Regions from separate parts of the Mus musculus genome. Here all the other regions are linked to region 1. A link is a contact called in public HiChIP or PLAC-seq data. All regions are on one chromosome and are shown on one strand. Each heading gives the region's core, a stretch centred on a gene start, on an enhancer-like site or on the middle of the called end of the contact. The rest is flanking DNA. Distances are from core to core; before and after follow the strand shown. Region 1 holds the start of B3galt1 (UDP-Gal:betaGlcNAc beta 1,3-galactosyltransferase, polypeptide 1). Region 2 overlaps B3galt1 (UDP-Gal:betaGlcNAc beta 1,3-galactosyltransferase, polypeptide 1). Region 3 has its middle 320 kb from the start of Stk39.

What was found. HiChIP or PLAC-seq counts read pairs in DNA pulled down with a chosen protein or histone mark.
Region 2: a contact with region 1 is called in an H3K4me3 HiChIP or PLAC-seq map of the 230-238 cell line, with 14 read pairs. The contact joins the enhancer-like site here to the promoter of B3galt1 in region 1. A contact is called at or near these places in 8 of 115 datasets of contacts at active chromatin or transcription factors (the 230-238 cell line, SST interneurons, acute myeloid leukemia and 4 more).
Region 3: an H3K4me3 HiChIP or PLAC-seq map of neural tube shows a contact between it and region 1, with 4 times the contacts expected there. The contact joins the enhancer-like site here to the promoter of B3galt1 in region 1. A contact is called at or near these places in 8 of 115 datasets of contacts at active chromatin or transcription factors (the 230-238 cell line, embryonic basal ganglia, embryonic forebrain and 4 more).

What each region holds. Positions count from the first base shown.
Region 1 is chr2:67,563,601-67,567,574 of GRCm38.p6, forward strand. It overlaps B3galt1 (UDP-Gal:betaGlcNAc beta 1,3-galactosyltransferase, polypeptide 1), which reads left to right and starts at 2,089. Exons shown (of 6, transcript NM_001379327.1): 1 at 2,089-2,434.
Region 2 is chr2:68,077,690-68,081,917 of GRCm38.p6, forward strand. The region is part of intron 5 of B3galt1 (UDP-Gal:betaGlcNAc beta 1,3-galactosyltransferase, polypeptide 1); the gene reads left to right. It also overlaps the pseudogene Gm13607. Among named protein-coding and RNA genes, the nearest start is that of Mir6335, 300 kb to the left of the region's middle. Within about 2 kb of position 2,507, at least 13 of the 459 cell types and tissues checked have an H3K27ac peak or open chromatin away from gene starts, as enhancers often do. A contact at or near this core is called in the 230-238 cell line, where this site is marked.
Region 3 is chr2:68,149,483-68,153,573 of GRCm38.p6, forward strand. No RefSeq gene overlaps it. Among named protein-coding and RNA genes, the nearest start is that of Stk39, 320 kb to the right of the region's middle. Within about 2 kb of position 1,464, at least 6 of the 459 cell types and tissues checked have an H3K27ac peak or open chromatin away from gene starts, as enhancers often do. A contact at or near this core is called in neural tube, where this site is marked.

The DNA.
Region 1 (3,974 bases), core at 839-3,338:
TTAGAGGTATGCGATTTTCCTTCTGCGCTTTCTCACCAGCTTCTTATTGCTTTTGGACTTTCTAACTTTAAGATCTGTTTATTTTTTCAGAGATTAACTCTTCCCTCCACATTTTTGAATATATTACACGTTTACTTTTCTTTCCTGAGCTTCCTTCTTACATGGTTTGTTCCTTGGATAGTCTGTGAAGATACTGTTTTTTTTTTTTTATGCAATAGGAACACATATATGTACTTCTCTCTCTCTCTCTCTCTCTCTATATATATATATATGTGTGTATGTGTGTATACATGTATATATATGTATGTGTTTATACACACACACACACACACACACACACACACACATATATATATATATATATATATATATATATATATATATATATATATATATTTTAAACGAGAAGCCATGTCAAGACCGTCATATTAAAAAGAAACCAAAGGAATAGGGTCTACATGTCAGCTTTTAACTGTAAAGAAATGGGATTACTGTCAGCACAGCCAGTTTGGAAAGGGATGGCCTAGCAAGATGGGTCAACTGGCTGAAGAGGAGGAAGGCACAGAAAACAGCAAAGGTCTGAATATTCTCTATACTGAAAACGTGGTAATAGTAGGCAAGTCTGTTGCGTAGTGAGCATCTTCTTTTTCTAAATGGTAACAAGTCCAAGAAGTTTGTGCATGGCTTGTTCTGGAAATCAAATAATAATTCTCACTCTGTCTGTCTGTCTGTCTGTCTGTCTGTCTGTCTCTCTCTCTCTCTCTCTCTCTCTCTCTCTCCCTCTTTCTTCTCTCTTATTTTTCTCCCTTCCCTCCCTCTCTCCCTCCCTCTCTTCCTTTCTAAAAAGGTAAATGAAGAAAAGAGTGGTGTTGATTGCAAAAACAATCGAGCCCCTTAATAACTAGCAACATGAATAACAGCATAGAAATAAAAAGAAAGGATCATACCGAGTAACAAAGTCATTTTTATCAGAAAATGATGTAGCTATGATTTTTTTCTTTTAAAAACACTCACAAAAAGCATTGTGAGGTGACTTTTACTGTCTCCATTGGAGAACAAGGGTCATTTGGAGACTGTCCCTTTCTTCTACAAGCCTTTGTGTAAACAGTTTTAATTTTGTTTTCCTTGTTTCTAGAAATTAAGTGCGGAAGCTTTTAAGTAGTCCTCTGGGCTGTTTTGATGGCGATTTTGGCATAACTGCACTGGAAAATTAAAATACTCTACAAGGAAAGATTATTAGTGTTTGAGGGAAAGATTAGGACAGGCAAGAAAGGTTTCTGTTTCCGTTTCCTATCAAACATTGTCACTTAATGTTCAGTCACATTCGCACACGAACTCTTAAAGCAAAACCTCTTGGATCAGTTAGGCTTGATGCTCTCCATATGAGTAAATAAAACCAACGTGCAAGGGCTAGGTAATTAACTAGCCTGCTCACACAGTCACTGTTTGGTTTCCTTTGGTTTTGTTTGGTTATTTTCCCGTAGTGGTTGTTCTGCGGGGTTGACGTTTCTATGGAGAGCAAACATGAAAGGTCCACTCTGCAAGGAACTTTGAAAAACGTTCCTCAATGTATCTCCTTCCTTGGACATCTCCAGGCTGATCACTAGTGGAGGTACCACTTTTCAGCTGCCAAACCTAGAAGGACGGGGGCGCTGTCTGGTGACTTTGCTTGCTTCCTTCAAGGCGGCGACCACCTCCAGGGATTCGCTCTCCAGTAGCGCCGCTTCTACTCGGGTCCCAAGACCTCTGCATAGTGATGCCAGGACACTGAACCTCCGTGCCAAGGCTCTGGGGACAGTTACCCGGGAGTGTCGGGTCATGCCAAGATGCTCTTCGAGGGTAGACAAAAAGCGCCCGGGGTCCACATTTGTGGGCCGGGCTTCTTCCCTGTGTCTTGGGCTTGGGCTTCGGGGCCCAAGTCCCCCACCCGTCGCCCCAGCCCTGCCTCCCCCTCCATCCCACACCCCAGCAGCATCCTCTCCCGGAAACAAGCCTGCTGAGCAAAGGCGGAGGCAAACCTTGGGCCTTCCGCTCTGATTGGTCTCCCCCCGCCGCGCGGGGCGAGGCGGCGATTGGCTGCCGGGCGTTGTCAGTCGCCGAGGCCAGAACCGTCGCCGGGGAAGCGCAACCCGGCTCCGGTGCTCCGGCTGCCGCCGCGGCTGCTCGGCTGGTGCAGCTGAGCGAGCCCGCGCGGGCGCCGCTGCCGCCTCCGCCGCCGTCCACCGCGCGCTGCCAGCACCGCGGGGCTTGCAGGAGGCCGCCGGGAGGGGCGGGCGCGCGAGCTGAGCACGAGGAGGCGGAGGCGGGGGAGAAGTGATGCTGGCGCCAGGGATCCGGGCAGCGGCAGCGGAGAATAAGCATCTTCGGGACCCCGGCTGCAGCGTCCCTGTGGCCCGCGGGCCAGCAGAACGGCCAGAGACGGCGCGTCCCGCGGGTAAGGTGCGGCTCTCCAGACCGCCTTGTAATCTTGGGGTGCTTACAAGCTCCTAGTGGCCGGAGCATCCGGACAAGGATGTTTGGGACCTAGACAGCGAGTTCTGCTGCCTGGCCAGGCTGATGCTCGCGCCGGTGCGGCTTCAGCTCCTGCCTTCTGGCTTAGGCAGTGACAGACTTTGACAGCGCGTGGATGGCATTGTGTGTGAGAGAGTGTGGGTATGAGTGTGCGCGCGCACACGCACGAGGTTTGGGGCACTTTGAAAGGAGAGGAGTAGGTCCCCTTTATGTAGACTGATGTCCTTCAAGGATCCGGGCTGGAATGAACAGGATGTTTTGAGCGCGCTGGGACGGAGAACTCGGTGCATTGAAAAGTCTCCTCTGGCATAGAAGGAGCCGGGCAAATTGAACTTTATTGCCTTAATGAAAAGGAGCCCTTGGGTCTAGCGCGCTGGGGGAGAAGCGCATTCACCGAGGCTCCCCAAAGTCTCACTTTACGCCAGGGACTTTGGAGCAGAAAGTAATGGTTGATCAGCCTTGCTGAAGCAAAGAGAAGTTGATAAGGGGCGAGGGCCAGAGGCTAGGCTTGGGGACTGGCCACTTATAGGTGGCAGAAACCCCGCGTGGGAGGCTCAGTTCACTTTTCAGGAGCGCAGATTTGGGGTGAAATGAATTCCACTCCAGAGGACTACGCCTTTGAGCTAAGGTGGTCGCAACTGGACAAATGGGCAGAGGTGGAGTGGTGCTAGTGCGGACATTGGAGGAATGTCCTGGAGCAGGCACTTCCTCCCTCGCAGCCCTGACAGGTGTGTCATCGTGTTTGGGACTGGTGTGTCCTGGGACAGATACTGGGAGAGCGGCTGCGCAGTCAGAAACTTCAAGCCTGCTGGGGTCTGGGCTACCAGACTTGGAACACGTTAATTCAAAGGGAACCAGGTTTTTATATCCAGCTTCTTCCAGGACATATGCTGATTTTTGTTTTTGTTCTTTTTGTTTTTCTTACATGTTCCGTTTTGTAAAGCCATTTCAAGTTCCACTTACACTGCAACCTTTCCGCAGAAGACCAATTATGCTCTGCTATTTCTGAGTAGTGCTCTCAGGCTGAGTCTAGAGCTCGCTGCTCAGGACAGTGATTCCCCCATCCCTGTATAGGACGCACAAACTTAACGTTAGAGACTTTTCTCTGGGATCTATTGTCTCCGTAAGGATCTCTCCTTTCGAAACTTCATGAGATATTTCAGCACCAAGGCACTTTCCCCTCTCTGGCTCAGCCCGGGAAAGACTGTGACCAGAGATGGGATTGCAGGAAGCTGTAGAGGTGGGGAGGGCAGCTCCCCTGCCTGGCAGGGTTGGGAAAACCAAAAACTGGCTCAACACAGGGATCTGGGATCTTGAACTGCCTACACCAATTTCCCTGTTTGAAGCTGGGTTATCTGTTGGGGAATCTAATGGGGATTCTGTTGTCCGACCACTGGACAAATTTCATAGACCACCACCACCACAACAACAATAACAACATGCCAGAGTGAGAAACAGCTTTG
Region 2 (4,228 bases), core at 1,257-3,756, 510 kb after region 1:
CCAGTTGGAACTTCTTCTGGGTATATGCCCAGGAGAGGTATTGCTGGATCTTTCAGTAGTATTATGTCCAATTTTCTGAGGAACCTCCAGTCTGACTTCCAGAGTGCTCGTACAAGCTTGCAATCCCACCAGTAGTGGAGCATGGCTATCCTGCTGAAAGCAATGTACAGATTCACTGCAATCCCTATCAAAATTCCAACCCAATTCTTCACTGAGATAGAAAGGGCAATTTACAAATTCATCTGGAATAACAAAAAACCTAGGATAGCAAAAACTATTCTCAAAGATATGAGCTATGTACAAGGAGATAAAAATGGATCAATTCGCATTCTAATACATGATAACCGCCAGTTGTGCCAGCACCATTTGTTGAAAATGCTGTCTTTTTTCCACTGAATGTTTTTAGCTCCTTTGGACTCATTTCTGGGTCTTCAATTCTATTCCATTGATCTACCTGTCTGTCACTGTGCAAGTACCATGCAGTTTTTATCACAATTGCTTTGTAGTACAGCTTAATGTCAGGCATGGTGATTCTACCAGAGGCTCTTTGAGAATAGTACAAGCTATGAGTCCACACATCTATGGTAACTTGATCTTTGACAAAGGAGCTAAAACCATAGAATTTTAGAATTTAGAAAAATTCCTAAACAGAACAGCAATGGCTTGTGCTGTAAGATCGAGGATTGACAAAAGGGACCTCATAAAATTGCAAAGCTTCTATAAGGCAAAATACACTGTCAATAAGACAAAAAGGCCACCAACAGATTGGGAAAGAATTTTTACCAATCCTAAATCTGATAGGGGACTAATATCCAATATATACAAAGAGCTCAAGAAGCAGGACCTCAGAAATTCAAATAACCTATTAAAAATGGGGTTCAGAGCCAAACAAAGAATTCTCAACTGAGAAATACCGAATGGCTGAGAAGCACCTGAAAAAAATGTTCAACATCCTTAATCATGAGGGAAATGCAAATCAAAGCAACCTTGAGATTCCACCTCACACCAGTCAGAATGGCTAAGATCAAAACTTCAGGTGACAGCAGGATGCTGGCAAGGATGTGGAGAAAGAGGAACGCCATTATCTTTTCAATTCACACTAAGCTGCCCTGAAGACTAGGATAGGCAGCCCTCAATAGTTTCCACTACATAATGTGTAATATTGGGGAATTTTGGAACCCTTTCATTTCTTCATATCAATTTTGAATTTTCTACCAACAAAACCCCGGAAAAAAGCACAAATGTTCAAAGGACCCTTTACAGAACCTCTAGGGTTTGCATGGCGTGGGTATTGTCTTTTGCACCTAAGGTTTTGTTTGCAAGCAGAATATGGCCCTCTACAGAGATAGAGAGAGAGAGAGAGAGAGAGGGAGAGGGAGAAGAGAAGAGAAGAGAAGAGAAGAGAAAAAGCACTTCGTATTGTGACCTGCAGTCCATCCTCTTTGGAAGGAGGGGCTGAGTCAGCCCTCCCCTGAGATTAAACAGCCCAGGTCCTTCCTTATCCTTGACACTGCTCAGATAGAGCCTCTAATGTGGAGAGGGCCTTTATTGGACTTCCGAGGGTTTAGAAGAAGTCCATTCATCTGATATCTCAGCCATTCTTGTAGCTTAAGGATTTTTATTTGAGGTGAATGAAATCTTGATAAAAGAAACGAAAGTGGGAGAAGAGAAGGGAATTGATCTGAGATTAAAAGTTAGTTTTTTAATACAGCCTCAGCTCTGGGCCCCGTGCTTTCATATACACTATTATCTCTAAGGAGTGTGAGAAAGAGCTCACTGAATATGCTCACCAAGCCAAGGCGTGGGAGACCGCAGACACAGCAGGCCTCTTCTCTTTACATGGGCCTGCTATTTACCCATCACCATTTAGACTAGATTGTAAACACCCTCTATTCTGTCACCATCATCAAGTAAAAGGTGGCCAAGTCTGGAGTTTCTAAAGTCACTGAAGTCTTCTTCCAAAAGTGATGTCCTAGAAGACTATTGTTCTAATACAGACATGAATTCAGCAAAGCTCCTGAAGGAAACTGCTTTGTAGGAAGTGCTGCTCCGCTAATTGCTGCTCTTCCCTTTGTTCGGTCTCATCCTCTATAATTAGTGCAGTCTTGAAAACAGAAGTTGTCTATGCCATTAAAATCCTTACACAGCAAATCCCCTAATTATTTCATATTTTCACATTAGGGACTAAGATATTTGTGGTGAAGGGTTGAATCTGTTTGTTATTTAATTACTTATAGAAGGAAGACAAAAAAAGCAAGACAAAAAGATTATTAAAAATTTTTCTGCCTGACTCTCACACATACAAAGGCTCACTTCTCTTTCCCTGCCTTATTCCCTCCCTCTCTTCCTCCCTTCCTGTTACCACCCCTTCCTGTCCCTAACCCTTCCTGCCCTCACTCCATTCTGTCCTCAATTCTTCCAGCCCCACCTCCTCCTATCCTTATTCCCTCCTGTCCCTACCCCTTCCTGCTCTGTCCCCACCCCTTTGTGCCCTCACTCCTCCCTGTCCCTAACCCTTCCTGCCCTTGATCCTCTCTGTACCCACCCCTTCCTGCCCTCTCTCCTTCCTGTCCTCATCTCTCTTGGCATCAACTTCAGTTATGACTGTTGCCCTTTCGTATTAAGAATATCACTGTTTCTGCCTGGCCCACAGGCAAAGCTTCCTCTTTGACCTTCCAGGGCCTTGTGTACTGACCTCAAACATTCCTTTGCCTTGCTTGATTGAGAGGAGTGGAAGGAAGACACCCAGGAATTCACCCAACTAGTTTCTCTCTCTCTCTTTTTTTTTCTTCTGTGCTGACAAATGGCATTTTCCTGTGTCCCTTAGAAGTCCCCAGAGTTAGACTTTCTAGCAAAGAGGAGCAAGTGGGAATGATGCACTTCATTTGGAACCAGAGTTTTGAGGACTCAAACATGCCCTTCCCAGGACCTCTTGTAGTATCTGATGGGAAAACAAGGGCAGCAGTTCTGGGGATCCCCAGCAGGAAGTAGCTGGCCACAAACCACCAGGGAAAAGTCTCTCTATGCAAGCATTAAAACCATGTTGGGTGGCTACACAAGTATAGAGTCCTCTCATGTTCAGATTCAGAAAGTTTCAGCTTCTAGTACAGCTACAGGTTTGGATCTACCTAATACAAGATGCAAGTGCCTTTGTGTGTAATTGTGAGTGTGAGTTCCTCTATTTCAGGAGCCCCAGAGGACTAGAAGGGAGGGGGAAGCCCTTTCATCTTTAACTGTGAGCTAAATTAAACTGAATTGGTACCTCATTTGGAAGTGGAGCAGATGGTCATCAAAATGAAGAGTGGAGGATGTTCCACACCATCTCCAGGACTGTGAATGCCATTTTTCTCATTTGCAAGCATCTGTCTAGAATTTTGTAAACAATCTCATAGGTGACTGACTTGGATTGCAGAACAAAAGGAATTCCCAGTTACTTTCCATATGAAAATGTGTCCTACTTCATTATGCATTCAAATACTCATTATCCCAATCAGTAAATACATAGTGGGCACATTGTACATGCCAAGCTGGCTTCTAAAAGGACTGATCAGTAACAGACCTGGCTTTAGCTCTCTCCAAGTTCAAAGTCCTAAGGGAGATCCAAGTATTCTGAATTAGATGATCGCACAACTGAAAATGCATTCAGCTTGTGATTTGGGCTATTGGGTTTGTCCTGCAAGATAGTAAGGATAACATTGCTTGTCTCTCAGATTTTGCTATAATTTTAGTTAGCTAAGATTTAAATATCATGATGGTAAACACATTTGTACTGTGATTGATGCTTGAGCTTTAACACCCAATAAATTGTCTCTGTTACTGTTCACATTAATTTAGATAAAAATTATGATCTTGAAAGATAAAGGGGGCGTTGGAAGTTGCAGGCTTGCGGGGTTGGCGTTCTCGGGAGAGGAGTCATGCTGCTATCTTTGGCCAGTCCCCACCAGACAGTAGCCATGAACGGCGGCGTGTATGGCGGAAATGAAGTTGGTGCTCTTGTTTTTAACACTGAATCGTATATAGTGAGGCCTGGCTATGCTGGCGAGGACTGCCCTAAGGTTGATTTCCCCACGGCTATCAGTGTGGTGCTGGAAAGAGATGACTGAAGCACAACGATGGAGACTGATGGTGAGAAAGGCAAGCAGGGTGGGCCCACCTACTACATAGACACCAGAGCCCTCCAAGTGCCCAGGGAGAACATGGAGGCCATCTCACCATTCAAGAACAACAT
Region 3 (4,091 bases), core at 214-2,713, 590 kb after region 1:
GTGTGCCCTTTGATGGCAAACATACATAGACATATTTTAAATATTTAATATTTAAATGCCTTCATATATATAATATATACTTATATATGAGTATATATACACCCACACATACATGTGCATATAGTTTTACATCATGAATGATATAATGCTGTAGCATGCAATTCTCAAGTCAATATGTATCATTAAGTTACTTTAAGGCCCTTTTCGACACTAAAGATCAATGACTCTATGATTTGTTTAGGCTAGATTGTCACATATGGATTGTTTCAGTACAAGCAGCAGACAGCTTAGGAGTTGGATTCATTGATACTAGCATGAAATAGAACTGTGGCAGAGGGAGATAAGGTTAACTACCTGCCAAGTGCTTTTCATTTAAGGATACAGAAGGTTCTCAGAGAGCATAAAAGAATCAAAGACATATTACAGATGTGGTTCAATAAATCACCTGTGTCTAGCCTACAGTCAGGAAAGCCACGTTAGGTTTGGAGAAAAGGGCACAGCTGGGTCTCTGGAGGAGAAAACACATTGTGTCTAGCCTTTAGGATGAAAGCAGACCATGTTTTCACAGAGTGCTCAAGGTTGTGAATTGGAGGCAAGCAACTAAAGCCAGTTTCAAAGGTCGACGATTATAGATGACAAATGACAACGTAAGTACCTGTCCAACTGAACCCAGACAGGCTTTGGTGCAGTAAGAGTTCAGAGAAGAGATGGGCTTCCGATAGCAAAACAAAGCAAGTGCCACGGGTGAGGGGTAGTGTACAGAGTGTGGTTCCCGCTGAGGACACAACCAGGCCTCACAGCCACAGTACACTTTGCAGGCCTGGCTTCCAGGTGGAGGCAATGGAGCCCACTCACCCTTCTTAGCATTCTGACTGCGATATCGGTAAGAGACCGAGGTGAGTCACAGAGGTGGGGCAGTGCTGGAAATTGGAGATATTTATCAGCAAGTTGACAGTCTGGAAGAAATTTCTACTGACAAATCCCAATAGGGAAAATAACAGCAGAAAGCAAATGTTTCAGCATGAGAGGTGGACAATGGATCCATTCAGAAAGAAAAGGGGAAAGAGGGAGGGAGGAGGAAGGAAGGAGGGATGGGGCCTAGAGGGGTCTGCCTCCTCTCTATCCAAATTTAATTCATAAGCTGAGTAAGCACAGGTTTCTAAAGGACCATTGGAGTTCATTTTCTTCTCGGTCACATCTACTGACTTTAGATTGACAGCACCCCAAGTCACATTTACTAAACATCCCTAGAACCGATCCCTGCTGTAACAAATTACCAAACATTTAGCAGACCAGGGTACAGGTCTGTAACTTTATGGTTCTGCAGATCTCAAATCTTACTGGGATCTTGTGGGTTAAAATGAAGATGCTGATGGCTCTGCATTCAATGCATTCCAGAGTATAAGAGACCACTGTACCTTTCCATATGCAGTCTTAGCACAAGGCGCCTTCCCTCTGTCTTCACAGTCAACAGAAGCAGCCAATCTCTCCTCTCTCCCCTCTCTCCCCTCTCTCCCCTCTCTCCTCTCTCTCCCCTCTCTCCCCTCTCTCTCCTCTCTCCCCTCTCTCCCCTCTCTCTCCTCTCTCCTCTCTCTCCCCTCTCTCTCCTCTCTCCTCACTCCCCTCTCCTCTCTCTCCCCTCTTTCCCCTCTCTTCTCTTTCCCCTCTCTTCCCTCTCTCCTTCCCCCCTTTCTCCTCTCTCTCCCCTCGCTCCCCTCTCTTCTCTCTCTCCCCCCTCTCCTCCCTCTTTCGTCCTTCCTCACATACTCAAACAGCCTCTGTGCTTTCTTTCCACCCAATAGCTAATCCAGAAAGGTCTACTGACATTAGAGTCAACTGGCTAGCAATCATAATTCTATCTGCTGCCTTCATTCTCCTTTACTGCCTGGAAGAACATGTTTGCAAATTTCAGATATTAGAATGCAAACATCCTTGGGAAGGGGCATTATTAGGCACAACACTGCCATGAAATCGGGATTATTAGTAAAAAGAAACACTTTTGAATGCAGATATGAAACTTCCACAGACTGTCTCTCCACATGGTCCCTACCAGGTACACAGCCTACAAACACATGATTAATTATTAACTTTGGCATGATCTAGTCACTGTTTTTATTTGTTTTCAGTAAATTACCAAAACATTATCATGGCGGGAAAAATAGAAAAATATTAATATATTCTCGGGCATCCTATAGTGTCTATGCATATTCAAGGAATTAAAATATTTGTACATTTGTTAGCCTTTTATGCTTGAGAACAGTTTTACTTTCACAGAAAAATTGAACTAGAGGACCACAAATGTCTCACTAATAACCAGCCAACCTGCTTATCAGAGTCTACCATCAGAGTGGTTACGCTTGTTACAATAAACAAATACCTACACTGACAATCATCCGGAGTTTGTCTGTGGTTTACATTAGGTTCTCCTCTTTGTGCTATACATTCTGTGGCTCTAAACAGACGTATATGTTCATGTCTCCAGCACTAAATGGGAAAGTGTTTCCAGGGCTCCACAACCCTGTTGTCTGCCTTAATTATCTTTCATCCCCTACAACCCGCTGACAACCACTGACCTCCATATTTTGCCTTCTTCAGAGCAATCGAGCTGGGATCACATGACACTGTCTTTTTTTTTTTTTTTCTTTGTTGTGAGCATTTATGTTTTTGTACATTTTTCTCCATGGCCTGAAAGGTAATTTTGTTTGTTACTTAAACACTAGTGTATTCTTGCATACACCCCAGTTTATAGTTAATCTTATCATCTATCTAGGCTGATTCCAAGTTAATAAAACCACTGAAAACATCAGCAAGCAAGTTTTTGTATAGACAGAAGATTTTGATTCCTTGGGGTAAATAGCACTGATGCTCTGGGTTTGAACCTTGCTTGTGGGTACTGGTACCTAATTACTGTTTTACTTCGAATTTCTCTGATGGCACAGGCATCTTCTCTGCTACTATTTGCCACGTGTAGACCTTCTTTTTCAGGTATCTTTTTATATCTCTGGTTTATTTCTTTACTCTTGTTTGGTTAGGTTTTTGTTTATTTGTTTTGTTGTTTGTTTCATTTTTTTTCAGAGAGTTAAAAATTTCTGGCGTTTGGATAATGGTTCTCTCTGAATTGTGTATCTTGTATCTTGTGGATCTGAATTCTTTTTTTTTTCCATTTTTTATTAGGTATTTAGCTCATTTACATTTCCAATGCTATACCAAAAGTCCCCCATAGCCACCCACCCCACTCCCCTACCCACCCACTCCCCTTTTTTGGCCCTGGCGTTCCCCTGTACTGGGGCATATAAAGTTTGTGTGTCCAATGGGCCTCTCTTTCCAGTGATGGCCGCCTAGGCCATCTTTTGATACATATGCAGCTAGAGTCAAGAGCTCCGGGGTACTGGTTAGTTCATAATGTTGTTCCACCTATAGGGTTGCAGATCCCTTTAGCTTCTTGGGTACTTTCTCTAGCTCCTTCATTGGGGGCCATGTGATCCATCCAATAGTCGACAGTGAGCATCCACTTCTATGTTTGCTACGCCCAGGCATACTCTGACAAGAGACAGCTATATCAGGGTCCTTTCAGCATAATCTTGCTAGTGTATGCAATGGTGTCAGCATTTGGAAGCTGATTATGGGATGGATCCCCGGATATGGCAGTCTCTACATGGTCCATCTTTTTATCTCAGCTCCAAACTTTGTCTCTGTACCTCCTTCCAAGGGTGTTTTGTTCCCAATTCTAAGGAGGGGCATAGTGTCCACACTTCAGTCTTCATTTTTCTTGAGTTTCATGTGTTTAGGAAATTGTATCTTATATCTTGGATATCCTAGGTTTTGGGCTAATATCCACTTATCAGTGAGTACATATTGTGTGAGTTCCTTTGTGAATGTGTTACCTCACTCAGGATGATGCCCTCCAGGTCCATCCATTTGGCTAGGAATTTCATAAATTCATTCTTTTTAATAGCTGAGTAGTACTCCATTGTGTAGATGTACCACATTTTCTGTATCCATTCCTCTGTTGAGGGACATCTGGGTTCCTTCCAGCTTCTGGCTATTATAAATAAGGCTGCTATGAACATAGTGGAGCATGTGTCCTTCTT